Linked DNA regions of Danio rerio: region 2 is linked to region 1. Evidence: chromatin contacts called from public Micro-C data. All regions are on one chromosome and are shown on one strand. Each heading gives the region's core, a stretch centred on a gene start, on an enhancer-like site or on the middle of the called end of the contact. The rest is flanking DNA. Distances are from core to core; before and after follow the strand shown. Region 1 overlaps agbl1 (AGBL carboxypeptidase 1). Region 2 holds the start of enc2 (ectodermal-neural cortex 2).

Evidence for each region. Hi-C and Micro-C count contacts between places; a contact is called where the count stands out from the background.
Region 2: a Micro-C map of caudal fin shows a contact between it and region 1, with 2.1 times the contacts expected there. The contact joins the promoter of enc2 here to the enhancer-like site in region 1. A contact is called at or near these places in 2 of 18 Hi-C or Micro-C datasets (caudal fin and an unstated tissue) and 3 of 4 datasets of contacts at active chromatin or transcription factors (caudal fin, embryo and gastrula embryo).

What each region holds. Positions count from the first base shown.
Region 1 is chr25:12,161,995-12,167,371 of GRCz12tu, reverse strand. The region is part of intron 2 of agbl1 (AGBL carboxypeptidase 1); the gene reads right to left. Among named protein-coding and RNA genes, the nearest start is that of agbl1, 33 kb to the right of the region's middle. Within about 2 kb of position 3,106, at least 20 of the 62 cell types and tissues checked have an H3K27ac peak or open chromatin away from gene starts, as enhancers often do. A contact at or near this core is called in caudal fin, where this site is marked.
Region 2 is chr25:12,203,716-12,209,092 of GRCz12tu, reverse strand. enc2 (ectodermal-neural cortex 2) reads left to right here and starts at 2,734. Exons shown (of 5, transcript XM_073942911.1): 1 at 2,734-2,857; 2 at 2,956-3,107. The region is part of intron 2 of agbl1 (AGBL carboxypeptidase 1); the gene reads right to left.

The sequences.
Region 1 (5,377 bases), core at 1,857-4,356:
TGGATGCCGCATGAAGCTTTGTGGTATGTGACTTTCACACACACACACACACACACACACACACAACCGCACACACAGGGGCTGTAAAAAATTGCACAGACACCCCTGAGGTAAGAAGAGATATCACAGATTGCACTTTGAGTCGATTTATTGATGGATATTTGAAGTATTTGTGTCTTTAGTTTTGATTGTTCATGACAATTACTTTTTTGTTTGAAGGTTTGCAACAATTTGTGAGCACTGCAGTCTGAGAGAGTGTGAATGGACATTTCAAACTTGAAGGCATTTTTGTGTGAGATTTTTTTGCTGTCAGTTTTACAAGCTGAGCAGGGTGGAGAAAAGACTCCAGAATATTGGTTTCAGGTCAAGGCAGACAGCGAAAAATGCAGAAAACAGGATACTCTGTGGGTCAGTGTTCTGTCAACAAACGTGGACTTTAGAGTCAAATGAGGAAACCAAACAACATAAAACATACTTCACGCTTGTATGAAAATAGAGGACAGTTTCTCCATACACTCTGACTTATTCAAATGTAAAAGTTCCTTGAATTAACCAGGTTTCTTGGTATTTAGAGGCATTTATAAGCTAAAACCTAAAAAAATCAAAAAAATATTAGGGTTTTAATGGAATAAGAATATTCTCTTAGTATTTCCTATAATATACTTTTTTTCTGGAGAAGTCCTATTTATTTTAGTTTTGCTGTAATAAAAGTAATTTTTTAACTATTTTTAAAGTCAACATAATAAGCTTCCTTAAGAAATATATGTATAAGTGGTGCAGTAGGTAGTTCTGTTGCCTCACAGGAAGGCTAGTTCGAGCCTCGGCTGGATCAGTTGGCGTTTCTGTGTGGAGTTTGCATGTTCTCCCTGCGTCTGCGTGGGTTTTTTCCGGGTGCTCCGGTTTCCCCCACAGTCCAAAGACATGCAGTAAAGGTGTACTGGGTAGGCTAAACTGTCTGTAGTGTATGAGTGTGACTGAGTATGTCTGTGGATGTTTCCCATAGATGGATTGCGGCTGAAAGGGCATGTGCTGCGTAAAAACATGCTGGATAAGTTGGCGGTTCATTCTGCTGTGGCGACACCAGATTAATAAAGGGACTTAGCCGACAAAAAAATGAATGAATGAATATATATATATATATATATATATATATATATATATATATATATATATATATACATATATATATATGTATATATATATATTTAATGTATATATGTATATATATATATACAGGAATTGGACAATAAAACTTGAAGCTGGTTTAAGACCGCAATAATTCATTAGTATGTTGTAGGGCCAAGTGTTGGAAAGAGTACTAAAAGCGCTCATCCTGTGGTCTGTGTGGGTCCTAATGCCCCCGTATAGTAAAGGGGACTCTATACTGCTCAGTGAGCGCCGTCTTTTGGATGAGACGTTAAACCAAGCTCCTAACTCTCTGTAGTCATAAAAAAATCCCAGGATGTCCTTTAAAAAAAAAAAAAAAAAAAAGTAGGAGTTTAACTCCTGGCCAAATTTGTCCACTAGCTTCTGTTCATCATGGCCTCCTAACCAACCCCATATCATAATTGGCTTCATCACTGTTTCCTCTCCACCAATCAGCTGGTGTGTGGTGTGCGATCTGGCGCAATATGGCTGCCATCTCGTCATCCAAGTGGATGATGCACTCTGGTGGTGGATGAGGAGATTACCCCCAATGCGTAAAGTGCTTTGAGTGTCTGGAAAAGCGCTATATAAATGTAAGGAATTATTAAAGGAATTAATATTAATTATTATTATTATTATTATTATTATTATTTTACACCACTGGCAGGGCCTCCCTTTTGCAGTCAATACAACATCAATTCATCGTGGGAATGACAGATACAATTCCTACACAGTGGCCAAAGGGATTTGAGCCATTCTTGCAATATAGTGGCCAGGTCACTAAGTGATGCTGAAGGGAAAATGTTTCCTGACTTGTTCCCCCAAAACACCCAAAAGTGCCTCAATAATATTTCGGTCTGGTGACTGTGCAGGCCATGACAGATGTTCATCTTCATTTTTATGTTCATCAAACCACTCTGTCACCAGTCTTGCTGTGTGTATTTGTGCGTTATCATCCTGATATACAACAATGCCTTCAGGATACAATGTTTGAACCATTGGGTGCACATGGTCCTCCAGAATGGTGACATGCCCATCTAGCACAAACATTAGGCCTAGGGAATGCCATGATATATAGCCCAAACCATTACTGATCAACCCCCATTTTTCACTCTGGGCATGCAACAATTTGGGTTGTACACTTATTTGGGGCTTCTCCACACCGTAACTCTCTCAGATGTGAAGGTGGACTCATGTTTCAGATTGTCCCAAGACTTTCGCTGCTGGCACCATGGTGGCAAACCTGTGCTATTACTATGATAAATAAACCCTCACACTCTGCTCTTACTGGTGGGATGTGCAATCAATAAGGATCAGTCCCTGGGGGGCTGGTTAAATTTAGATATGATTTTAGACAGTTTGATTGTCCAACACCTGTGTGTGCTGAATTAATCTAACTTGCCTAGTTAAAATAATTAACTTATGTTAATGTTATTCAATAATATTTGGTAATTTTATAATGTTACTTTACCTAATTAACCTAGCAAAGCCTTTAAGTTGGAATTTCAACTGAATACTAGTATCTTGCAAAACTACTAACTAGTAAAATATTATGTACTGTCATTGTGGCAAAGACGAAATAATATTTTTTTTTTTTCCAGTTGGTGGCCAAATCCAACCATCAAATGTCAGAAATCATTATAAGTCTTGCCTGTCATCAGCTGGTTGTGAGATTTGTCGACTTTAAAACTGTTCAGATTAAAAGGATTTGTCAAAAATCTATAATCCACAGCAAGACTAGCGTGCTTAGATTGCTGTTCTGCATAATAAGACTTAATAATTGCATAAATATGGTAATCTTTTCCCTGTCAAAACCAACTACAGGGACAGAAGTTTCTGAATCACTGACATGCACAAGTACAGACAGGCTGTTTTAACCCTGAGCTTTAAGGGATCCCCTGTTTACAGCACATTCCTCAGTCTGAGAGTTCAGTGTCAGTAAATACAGAGCCCTCCAGCACTGGGGCTCCAAACATTACTGGCCCATGATGTCATCAGTCGACCCACAGGCAGAGCATGTAGAAACCCTCTGCTATAAAAAAACAAAAATGCAAAAACTTCATTCAGGCATCCAGGTCCAAGCCAAGACATGCATACAACACTTTACTGAAAGACCTGGGTTGTATATAACAATATAATATAATATAATATAATATAATATAATATAATATAATATAATATAATATAATATAATATAATATAATATAATTAATATAATATAATATAATATAATATAATATAATATAATATAATACAATATAATATAATATAATATAATATAATATAATATAATATAATAGTACAGTATAGTAATAGATTATAGTAGTAAAATAAATGAAACTGTTTGTTTAGTGTATTTATAATATATTTCATAATTCAAAATGCATTATAAGCATTATATGCAATAAAGTCAGCTATTTCGCTGAAGTTTGTTGCATAAGTAAATACAAGTTTTATTTAATTAACCTAAAAAGAAACCAAAAACAGCTGTTTGGGAATTACGAAATCTTACAATTGCATGACATACTGTATTCTTTCAGAATTTTAATTGTAAAAAACAAAATCTAATAAAAGTCAAAGCACTGTAAAAACAACAACAAAATAAATGCAGGGTTTCACATAAATCATAGATGTTGTCCCAACACAAATCGATAAAGTTAACTTATTAAATTTACATGGATCGAACATAAAACAATCAAGTTGTCCACAAAAAAAAAAATTGATTGTTGATTCAGCTAATTTTAAATAAGCAGTTTGAACAAGCAGCAAAATTCTTATTTTTCAGTGTATAATAAATCAGTGCAATTAATAATTAAATAAATGTTTCTTATCTTTTTATAAAAGGGGTGAGGCAGTGGCGCAGTAGGTAGTGCTGTCTACACATAATTTTACATTTAATAAATGTATAACACGATATTATTATATTACTCCAGTGATTGAATAGTACTTATTTGCTTAATCAAATTATAGTCATTACTGTTTTAACTAATTATTTTTTTATTTATATAATATGGGTACCAAAACTGCACAGATGTCAAAATAATCGATCGGCCCCTGCCAAGATCGTGTGTCCTGGATTGTGTGTGCTGAAACTTGTGTGGGTCTGCGAGTCTGCAGATCTGAAAAAACGTACACAGCGGCCTCTGGTGGATTTGCAAAAACAAAAACTGCAAAAAACAAAGCTCCTGGCAGGCATTTGGCGTTCTCAAGAAATGTATATAGAGGTACGTTTTCAGAATGAGCCTGGTTTGGGGAAAGTTAATGAAACTTAGTTGCATTTTTGAACATAAAAAATTTACCAAGGTCTGAATGTGGCTCTCTTTAGGATGGAATATGCAAATGAAGAGAGCGTTTGTTTTTTCGGCCGCTGTTCTCTTGTCTTTGTCATTGTGTTGGGAGTGTGAGGTTGAGTCATGTATAGCAGGTTTCCAGCAGATGATCATGGACACGATCAGAGGCCCTGGAACCCTCACGCCAGATGAAGGAAAGCTATTTGTGTGTCTCTAGAAGCACACACAGACTCAGCGTGAAAAGGCGACATGGAGCGGTGCAGATGGACCTAATGCAGTGACACAGAACGAGCTAACAACAGCAAACCTTCCTAATCTTAGGGGGGAAAAAACAAAAAACATCTTAAATTATGAATAATTCTTTTGCAAGTCATTCAGCATTTTTTTTGTTTTCAAAGCTGTTTAACTTTTAAAGCCAAACGTGTTTACTTTTTTTACCACTGAACAAGGATATTAAGTCAGTGTTTTTTTTTTTTTTTTGCTTTCTAAGTAAAACTGCACTGGCTATCAAATTTTTTATAATTGTATTATTAATCTATCCAATGTAGGCTCATTTTGAAAATGTAGCCCTATATACCTTTCTGGAGGTCGCAAATTATGTAGCCAGAGATCTGGTCGGCTGCATTTCGCATTTAAAATGAACACTACGGGTGTGATATTACGTTGTTCCTTTTCACGCTACCAGCTGAGCGCTTACCTCCATGTGGATGGTCCACTGGTGGTCAGTGGCTTGCCAAGTATATTCCCCTACCTACCTACTTCATTTTATCCTTCTAAAAACATAATATAGACTCATTTTAGACCTGCTTTCTGTATGACTGCAGACTAACAAACATGACTCAATAAAGAAGTTTCTGCTTATTTGAGTCTCCTGAACTGGGTTCTCTCATTCATCATTTTATTTTTCCAACAGCGGGTCAATCTGTGTTTTAAAAAACACT
Region 2 (5,377 bases), core at 1,485-3,984, 42 kb before region 1:
GAGCTAGAGTGATGATATTCATACATATTCTCAGTTGGACCTCCTTCAGTTTGAGAGAAATCAGCCATGTGACCATTCTCTAAGTATAAAACTCATTTTTAGGTCAAAAAGTATTTTATTTTAATGAAAATTTCTCATACTGTCTAATCTGTTTTTCTGAAACATTATTCATTTATAGAATTTAAATCAATGTTTTCTTAGCTTTAAATAGGTATACTGTAGCTATCAAACCTTAAAGCTATTGAATCTCCCTAGCATAGACAGTTTAATCAGGGTTGACAGAGTTGAGTCCCCAATTACTTTAAAAGCTTGCAATATTAACAATGTACAATTTTAATTGCATCACAGTTTCAGTGTGATTTAATTTGAAAAAAAAAATTATTTGATTAATTATTAGATTTCAAAGTTCAAAGTAGTTTAGTAAAGGTTCAGTCTGAATTTTCAGTACAACATTTTTTTTGTTTCATTTTTTTTTTGGCCTGATAATTGGTTGCTTGTTCATTTAATAGTCTGTATTTGGTAACACTTTACAATAAGGTTCATTAGTTAATGCATTTACTAACATGAACTAATCATAAACAACACATGTACTGCATTTATTAATCATAATTGAACACTTACAAATGCATTGTTAACATTCAAGTCCATGCTTGTTAACATTAGTTAATGCACTGAGTTAACATGAACTAATAATGAACAACTGTATTTTCATTAACTAACGTTAACTAACATGAACAAAACAGTAGTAAATGTATTGTTCATTGTTTGTTCATCTTAGTAAATGCATTAATTAACATTAACTAATGAACATTGTAAAGTGTGACCCTGTATTTATATTGCCAGTTTAACACATCTAACAATTTAACCAATTTAAATTTAGTCTGTTTACCAAAACAATAAAAAGAACATCCAACCTGGTGTTTTAGATTTCGTTTTATGATTACATTTTAATGACTGTTGCAATTGTTTCTGTGGGTTGTTGCAACCGTCCCTCTGCAAGGGGTCAGTTGCAACATTTAATTTTGTCAGTTCAATTGGTGTTTTTGTGTGGACTTTGCATGTTTTCCTGGTTTCCTCCAGGTGCTCTGGTTTCCCTACGTGTGATATAGATGAATTGGAAAAACTAAATTGGCCGTAGTGTATGAATGAGTGTGTATGGATCTTTCCTAGTACTGGGTTGCAGGTGGAAGGGCATCCGCTGTGTAAAACATAATCTGGATAAGTTGGCCGTTCATTCTGCTGTGGCGACACCTGACACAGTTCGATATTTACAAATCCACATTTATTTTATTTACCTTGAATGAATGAATGAATAAATTAATGAATTAATTAATGATCCATTTAATAGTTCAGTAGATTTTTTTGATCAGCATGGTGGCCCAGTGGGTACCGCGGTCACCTCACAGCAAGAAGGTCGCTAGTTCGAGCCTTGGCTGGGTCAGTTGGCATTTCTGTGTGGAGTTTGCATGTTCTACTAGTGTTCGCATTAATTTCCTTTGGAGTTTCTCTGGTTTCCCCCACAAGTCCAAAAGACATGCACTATAGGTGAATTGAGTAAACTAAACAGTGTCCGTGTGAATGAGAGTGTATGGGTGTTTCCCAGTGATGGGTTGCAGCTGGAAGCAAGTGGTGCTCGCTGCAGAGCCATTTGAGGAGAGCTGAGCTCCAGCGAGGGGGAGCTTAAGCTTGAGCTCCACCTTTTTTGCACTTCTTCTATGAGTGATGTCACTGGGGGTAGGGTTAGGGGTGGGGTTGGTGTACGCATTAAAACAGCTTACAGAAGGAGGAGCGACAGCTCATGCTCCCCCTCGCTGGAGCTCAGCTCTCCTCAAATGGCTCTGCAGCGAGCACCCTCTCGCTGGAAGGGCATCCACTGCGTGAAACATATGTTAGACAAGTTGGCTGTTCATTCCACTGTGGCGACCCCTGAATAACAAAAGGACTAAGCTGAAAAGAAAATAAATGAGTAAATTGTCATGGCTGACCAGCCATTAACAGGTATTGGAAATATTTTTAATATTAATATAACTTTACCCTTAAGGATCATTTTATAAGTGATAAAATATGAATTTATAATGACATTTATACTGATTAATACCAAATGCAGTGTTGTTAATATATAAATCACTTATTATACTCGAGGTAAACAATGTTGAATTTATGATATGGTTTATCACAGCTATGAATACACTACAATACACTACATCCACTAGATGGAGCTATATGCATTGTGTATAGAAATCTCTTTACAAGGCTTGTAGTCTACTTATAAACAAACATATATATATAAACTAATAGAACTACATGCTGGAGGATGCTGATGATGTGGCAAAACGGGAAAAAAACTAACAATTCTATAAAGGAAATTTAAGTAAGTCTTGTTTTGATTTCCTGTTAAAATAGTCCTATATAATCATTTATACGTAGAAATGCCACCATGCCCGATGAATGTTTTGTCATTGTTGCAATTTGAAGAAGCATATGTAAACATACTTCTCTTCTAATTGTTGTGATGGCCTGTCATCGCCCATCGTGACGCTCCGCCCACTTTTCATCCATTGGCTGCTTCGTATAGAAAACAGCGCAGAACTTTAGGTTGGAGCGCTCCCATTGGCTACAATTTATATTTGCATAAGTTCTCAGCTCGTGATTGGTCGACGGCGCGTCAATCACTCGCTACAACCCATTCCCTGCGTTTGGATATTACCTTAGGAGACTCTACAGTTTTTCATCAGTGAGGACTGGAATGTGGACAAAGTAACCCAGCCGACCAGACAAGAGGCGAACAAAACTATGATTCCTTTTCAAAATTTAAAACCGCACAACGTCAGGATTTCTTACTAGCGTCCAGCACACTGTAAGTATACCAAGTTTTTTGTTATATTAGAACAAAAAGCTTGAGATGAATAACCCTCTAATAATCAACATCTGCACTGTTCTTCCTGTTTTTGGCAGAGCTGGAAAAGCCAATACACTCAGTCAGGATTAGGTGTGAGCTGGATAGGGATTGGTGACCACATCTCGCTTCTTCCAGAAGGAGAAACGGGTGTAAATCGGAAGATAATGATCGCTTACAGGGAGAGCAGCGTCTTTACGTCTCTCTAATCGTCAGGAGTTTGTCAGGCTTTCTTCTGCATGTCAATACACTGAGTTGCGACTCTCCGCTAACAGCATTAGCTCCTCTTATTCACAGCGGTCGCCGTAAGACTAAGCTTAGACAAATCTGTCATTTCTGATATTACTGGGTTTACATTTTGGCTTGATTAGATTTTACCTCAGTATGAGTTATTTAGCTTTTCAGGTGTCTTTTCCATTGTTTAGCGCACTAGCGAGATGGCTAACTGTAGCTCGAGTTCGCGCATTTCTAAAGTCTTGCAGCGCAAAAAAGTCGCAGAAATTGTCTTATTTGTCGCGTTATGTATTTGTATCACTAATATATTTCTTCAGTTTATAAAGTCTAAAGGAGGCGAGAGGGGAACTATTGGAAATGACTGAAGGAAATTGTGTTTTGTTTGTTTAGTTTTTTCAAGCCCGCGCCTCAGAGCACCTGCTCCCACTGTAGTTTTTTACTAATTGGGAATATATATATATATATATATATATATATATATATATATATATATATATATATATATATATATATATATATATATATATATAAATTTTATTTTATTTATTTCTTTTTTTTGTGATACAAAAGACAGGAAAATTAGTCTTATTGAATCATCCATGGCCTCAGATTTCTTATACAACGACGGAATTTGAAGTTCAGTCCAGTTATTTTTACATTGGTCATAGTTCAAGTAAACAAGTGCCTGTCTAACTTCAAATTGGCTGCTTACTCTTGCAAAGTGTGAATGGTCCTAACATTACCTTTATACTTAAATTATTCGCCTCAGTTTTCAGTTCTAGTTTTCAGATGCATCTTTAATCCAACACCAGATTCATTAGGTCATTTTAAAGGCTTCATGTCCTAAAAGTGGGTTGTTAAATTACAAATACAGTATGAACAAAATGTTTAGTTATGGTTCTCCTTGAGTTGTTGAGAAGAAGCACTTCTTGCAAGCATAAGAAATAAGGAACTGAGCATATGACAAATTTTCATATGTTCACTGTTTTTCCATTTACAATGTCGACATAACTAATATGGCCACACTTAAAACCTTCTGTAACAATAGCAGCCAACTTTTAAGTGCTATCACACAAGTACAAATATTTAAATTTAGTGAAGTTTAGGAACAATATGTTTTTGTCATTTGGCTTGTATCTAGGGCTGAGCCAATAAACAATATTATATTGAATCAGGATAAAATATGTGTTAATAATAATAGCTCTGGACATTTTTTTACTCAATATTGATCTACAAGCCAATCACACAGCAGCAATGTGCAACAATAAGAATCTAAAAGTGTGTTGATATTAGAGATGTACAGAATTTTTGGCGCTGAAAATTTTAACGGCCTAAAATATGTAATGCCATTTGATGGACCCTCTATTTTTTGTGGCTTCAGTGATTGTTGGGGTACTCTTTTAAATCTGTAAGCATTAGAGACATAAAATTAGAACATTTAGAACTGAAATTTATTGGCCTAAAATGTGTTATGCCACTTGATGGACCCTCAAATTTTTGTGGCTTCAGTCATTGTTGGGGTACTCTTTTAAATATGGAAGCATTAACAACTTATATCGAAATATATAGTTATCATTCAAAATGGAAATAATTATCGAGACATTTTTGCCATATCCCCCAGCCCCACTTGTATCCACAAAAGTGTGTTATTATATATTAATTACTCTTAAAAATAGTTAATGGTAGCATTGACCGTGGCATTGATGGTGTTAAGATGCTTACGTTAAGCTTTAAGAGGTAGATAAAGTACAAGATTGTCCATTTAAGAGCACTAACTCAATGACAAGATGTTTTTACTTTTCAGAAAGTAAATGCTCTTCCACAGGCTGAAAACACTCACTGTAGCACCCCTTGTGTCAACATGACAAGAATGTGTTGCATATTATGATATTGTCGAAAGCATCGATGCACAAAATTGAGTTTGCGTCTACCCGCGTATTTGCGTAAAATGGTTTAGGCTGAGTGCTGATAGAAATCCTTAGCCCCGATGATGGGATTCATGCAGGCCAGTGATTCATTGAGCGTTTTCAGATCAGTGAGGTTGCCAGCATTTGACTTTACGCAAACACACAAAAAGCATTCCCCTCCCTCACTTTTCTGTAGCTTAACTGAAATACAGCTCTGGAATACCAACATCACTAGTGAAAAGAACCTGGAAAGGCTATTTAGTCAGAGAAGCTTGAATGTTTACACAGGAAGTACATTCAAAGAAATAAAGACCTTTGTGCCTCAGCCACTCAGTAGCGT